Regions from separate parts of the Drosophila melanogaster genome. Here region 2 is linked to region 1. Evidence: chromatin contacts called from public HiChIP or PLAC-seq data. All regions are on one chromosome and are shown on one strand. The core of a region is the stretch at or near the end of the contact, and the rest is flanking DNA. Distances in the headings are between cores, read along the strand shown.

Region 1 (2,700 bases), core at 28-2,527:
AGAAGAGTAGAGGTTTGCAACTTGATTAAAACAGGGTTTAGAAAACCTTATAAAGGGCATGGCACATTTTTCTGCCTTTTCTTTAGAGTGGAGGCTACTACAAGAGGGCCAACTATGGAGCATCACGGAGCACATTAGACCAGCGTGTTACCCCACTGAAATCCGGCAACAGAAAGTGGACATAGCCTGCTCAATTCGTTAACTAGGTCAAACTTACATCCGCCAGCTGCGCCCGCTTCATGCCCTGCCTCGTTTGGACCTTGAAGTGGCGCTTGTAGCGTCGCAGCGTGCTCACGCCCAGCTGGTAGAGATCGGGGAACTCGTGCAGGTCCGTGTCCGTCTCGTTGCTGTCGTCCTCGCTGTCCTTGCGCCGACGCTTGGTGCGCACCGACTGGATGCGCTCCTTGTGGTGGTCACAGATGTAAATGTGCTGCGCGGCCGGATCGCTGCTGAGCTTGAGCCGCTTTTGGGCCACCGTCTTCTGGATGCGCTTGGAGTAGCTGGCGTAGCCAGCCTGGTTGCGACACCGCTCCATGTCGTCGATTAGGCAGCACGTTTGGTCCGTGTGCCCGCGACTGTCCTCCTCGCCGGTGCTGAATCCGTTGTTCATCCTGTTCCCGATCCTGGCCGATTGCTTTCGAGTTCCTATCCAATCCCCCTTCCTGCTCTGCTTGCTGCTTCTCTGATTTTCTCCGTTTCGCTCCTTTGTCTCCTCTTTCGTCTTTCTCACTTTCGACTATTGCTTTGCTTTGTTTCTCTTTGCAAGAAAAAAATTTTCTTTCGACAGCGCGATGTGACCAAACTGGGAAATGGGGAAATTCCTCCGCAGCTGGCAAGAGCGGACAATTTGAAACTGTTTGCAGTTTCTCAAATATCTTAAATATCAAGTGCATTTTTTTCCAGATTATCGATCAATATTTTTTAATTGGTATTAATAATCGCACAAAATATTAATTAAATAAATATTAGTTAATTTCAGTACTTAAATTTAAAAATACCGTGTACCAAAATATAGTTACCTTTTCCAGCATTGATTCCAATTCCGATAGGTACCGCACACCGGTACGATAGTTGAGCCAATTACCGTTTTTGTCATCACTAGCTCACGTTAGTGCAATGAAATTTGAATTTCCTTTTTCTCAGGCGTATCTGACTGCTTGTCTATATAGAATATTATTATACTCGTCTTCAGACCAATTCTTGATTGTAGTTTCTGAGACGGGGGACTAACAAGCATATATTTGTTAAATGCATCGACGCAAGGAATTTTCACCGTAGTGAGTTGGAGAATTAAACAGAATCATTCAAAAAGACTGGGAAAAGGAATACGCAGAATTTTCTGCAAATAAACAACGGGGTTACTGCAAACTTTTCCCAGGCACATTAAAAAAAATCTTAGCTATAACGTATGTGACAATTATATTTTGAATAAATGAATAATAATGTGACCAATGTAACGTTTTCGATAACGTATCGTACATCTTATTCAGTTGTTGCAGTACAACACTGCTAGGCAGCAATTTCCAGCCCTGGAAAAATACCAAAAAATCTACCATCTCTCCAAAAACGAAATCATAAACGCTTACCAGGGACATCATCGATTTTCTACACCAAATTAAAAGAAACCTATAAGTTATAGATTTGCTACACCAAATTGAAATAAAATCAATCTCTTCAACCTTAAGTCCTTGGCTATTTCCACGTACACGAGTGTGGCCAAATAATTCCACGACATTTGCGGATGTCGCGGTAACCTAAAACACAAAAAAAAAAGAGATTGCAATATTTCGGAGATAAAAACCCTCAAAAATGCCGCCTGGAACGCAAATTGCCAGCGACAGCGATATGGAGACCGCTCTGGAGGAGTTCAAGCAGCGCCAGGGACGCCGCAACAGCATCGGCTCGGCCAAGTACGCGTGCAGCATGCCCAAATGCGAGGCCACATTCAAGCGGCTGGACCAATTGGATCGCCATGAGTATCATCACACAGGGATTGTGAGTATAGTTAGAGTATGTTAAGTGTAAGCCAGTAGTAACGCCGCCACCACTTTGCAGAAGAAGCACGCCTGCTCGTACGAGGGTTGCGACAAGACGTACTCGATTGTGACGCACTTAAAGAGGCATCTGCGCAGCACCCACGAGCGTCCGGAGTCGGCGGCCAAGAAGACGGTGAAGTGCGCGCTGGAGGAGTGCAGCAAGATGTTCATCTCGGTTAGCAACATGACCCGCCACATGCGCGAAACCCACGAGAGCCCAAAGGTCTATCCGTGCAGCCAGTGCAGTGCCAAATTCTCGCAAAAGCTCAAGCTGAAGCGCCACGAGATCAGGGAGCACACGCTGGAGTATCCGTACAGCTGCTCGAAGTGCTCGCGCGGCTTCTACCAGCAGTGGCAGTGCCAGAGTCACGAGCCCAGCTGCAAGCTGTACGAGTGTCCCGGCTGCCCGCTGCAGTTCGACAAATGGACGTTGTATACGAAGCATTGTCGCGACTCGTTGCACGGCAAGAATCGCCATAAGTGCGACCGCTGCGATAGTGCCTTCGACAAGCCGAGCGAACTGAAGCGTCACCTCGAGGTGAAGCACAAGGAGGCGGCGCAGACGGATGAGTGCGCCACCTCCTTCACCTGCAACGAGGAGGGATGCGGCAAGAGTTACTCGTACCTCAGGAATCTACGCCAGCACATGCTCACCGCCCACTCG
Region 2 (2,700 bases), core at 123-2,622, 320 kb before region 1:
TCATCTACATCAATTTAATTTTTAACGGTCACTTTCAAACACTCTACTTTCCTTGTATATTTATTTGTACATGGGCCGCGATATTTAGGTTCGAATTTTTTATTAACTCCAGGTGTTGTATCAATATTTCGTAGAGCTTCAAAATCTCGAAATTTATATTCCAAAAGGGCTTTATTTTTCTTCGCATTATATTGCTCAATATTATGTTGTGAGTGATGGATATTAACATTAGCATTTAAACTAACAGTATCTAGGTCTGTTTGCTCTAAATTAAACGTGTGCTCAATATATTCTGGCAATTCGTCAACTATATGGCCTTTTTGGCTAACACCAAATAATTGAATACTATGTGATTCTTTAATACTACTATGAATAGTAATGTTAATGGCAAACTCTAATTTATTTAAGAAGTTACGGCGTTGCGCAGTTGAACTATAGTCGCGTCTTCACCAAAATAAACTTTTTTTGATTTTAATATGTCAATTATATCGGGTTTTGATTTTTTAAGAATAGCACTATATTCCAATGTATTACTGCTTTATTATTGTTGTCTTGGTCTGTAACAATCTTTTTAAGTATTTTTATTCACGATGTTTCTCTTTAAAACAATTGATTTAAGCTCTTCGATCTCGATCACACCATCGTTTGTTCTTCAGACTATACAATTAGTTCTATCGATATTATGTTATCGATCGATTATATTTTACCTAGTATTTTATATTTATACACAATTTACAAACTTCTTATCTATAAACAATCAACTGTGTCGACCATCGAATAATGTTTTTAATAGACGTAATTTGTATTTTCAAAGTGAACTGGAACATGTGAAATAGTTTGAGTGTTAACCCAAATGTGTCTGGGCACACTGCTTTCGCCTTTGTAACTTACCGCCAAAGTTGAAGCTTTTCATTGTCGCGCGAAAAGTTGGAAACGTTCAATTAATTATTTTTTAATAAAAAAGCTATATTATATTATATTATATATATTGTATATTAATATATATATTATATATATTCGATTGGGGACCTTATTACAGTTGTTATGTTCATTTCTTTCCTATTTTTTATCTATATCTTTCCCATTTTTAATTAGCAAGCGCAACAAGTTCTAACCGAAAGAGCCAAGTCCTGTTAACTCCATTTCTGCATTGATATCAATTTCATATGCAACAGAACTAAAATAAAACGACGAAAACTGAGACGTACTTGCACATTTATGTGGGAAAATGTCAGCTTAAATGATTAAAATAATATCTTTAGAAATGTATATTTTCAAAAAATACCAAATAAACTCGGAACGAACCAGTTCATTTTAACGCCAATGGGTCGTTTATTCAACTTCAAAAAGATAACGTTTTCACATCACTAGGAAGTTCTGATATATCATATATTACTATATTTTTCGTTTATTTTTAACTTTTGAAAAACAAGACAGAAGTCATTGAAATGCCGGTGAGTAAAATACAACCGAGGTATGCAGCTGCAGATGGGCAGTTTCTTAACATAAATGTACATTAAACGCATTAAACCCTTAACCTGTCCATTTGTTTACATGGTTCGCACAGGCATTTCACTCGGAAATAGAGGATTTCCAAGCCTCGGTGGGGAATATGGCCCTTCTACCACTACGTACCCAAGTCCGAGGACCAGCGCCCACTGTTGATATTCCCAACGACATCATCGATGAGTCACTCTACTTCTGGAAATCGAACATTTTCTTCCGCACTTACGAAGTTAAGGTTGGTGACTGGACAAAGAAATGAGCATAGAGATAAAGCGAGGCGATATTCTAATTTTTAAAATGAAGATACATTAAGAAGACGGCACAGCTTGTTAAATATTTCGAAACAATCTTAAAGCCCTAGTGGAGTCAATTTTATAATGTTAAAACCAAGTGCGTTATCTCACCGCCCTTATTTGTAGAAATATGTCGTTACAATCAGCCTGATAAGAGTGAAGTTATTTGTTAAATTTTTAGTAATACCCCTTTCTTATATGGTGTTCCAAGAGTTGGGTATTTCTACATAATGAAATTATTTTTTTGGAGCTTGGAATTTTTTTTTAAAAGTTCAATAATAGCTTATAGCTTATATAGCTTATATTACTATATAGCTTATAGCAATAATAGTCTTATCAATTATGATATCATTCTTAGAATATTGTTGCTATGTTTAAACTTTTAAAATTACTTTTTAAAAAACCCCTATTACCCATACATTGTATATCTAATCGCAGTCGGAGGTGGACAGGGTGCTCATCTACATAACGCTCTACATCACGGAATGTTTGAAGCGATTGGCCCGATGCACAAGCAAATCGCAGGGTCAGCAGGAGCTCTATACGCTGGCCATCTCGCGGTTCGATATACCCGGAGATGCGGGATTTCCGCTGAACGGAATATACACCAAGCCCGAGGATCCGGAGCTGATGCGTCAGTACTTCCTGCAGTTGCGCCAGGAAACCGGAAACAGATTGCTGGAAAAGGTCTTTGATACTCCGGATGGAAAGCCGAGCAAGTGGTGGATATGCTTTGCCAAGAAGAAGTTCATGGAGAAGAGTCTTTCGGGACCGGGAATGTAAAAGACTCACTAATATACTGCCGATCTTAGAGTATTTACCACCAAAATTTACGAATAAACTGCTTTGAATGTATTAAATTCGTTGTTGATTTATGTTTATTGATTTATACGCTCTCAAA

What was found. HiChIP or PLAC-seq counts read pairs in DNA pulled down with a chosen protein or histone mark.
Region 2: a contact with region 1 is called in an H3K27ac HiChIP or PLAC-seq map of the Kc167 cell line, with 4 times the contacts expected there. The contact joins the promoter of Arpc3B here to the promoter of Sap30 in region 1. A contact is called at or near these places in 1 of 107 Hi-C or Micro-C datasets (the Kc167 cell line) and 1 of 6 datasets of contacts at active chromatin or transcription factors (the Kc167 cell line).

What each region holds. Positions count from the first base shown.
Region 1 is chrX:16,785,860-16,788,559 of dm6, reverse strand. Sap30 (SIN3-associated polypeptide 30) reads right to left here and starts at 1,277. Exons shown (of 3, transcript NM_001298423.1): 1 at 1,020-1,277; 2 at 218-875. The coding sequence starts at 610. CG9609 reads left to right here and starts at 1,552. Exons shown (of 2, transcript NM_132933.3): 1 at 1,552-1,995; 2 at 2,056-2,700. The coding sequence starts at 1,810.
Region 2 is chrX:17,104,524-17,107,223 of dm6, reverse strand. It overlaps Arpc3B (Actin-related protein 2/3 complex, subunit 3B), which reads left to right and starts at 1,372. Exons shown (of 3, transcript NM_132965.2): 1 at 1,372-1,454; 2 at 1,568-1,741; 3 at 2,238-2,653. The coding sequence starts at 1,449. The coding sequence ends at 2,582. It overlaps CG4991, which reads right to left. Exons shown (of 4, transcript NM_001144742.2): 4 at 2,662-2,700.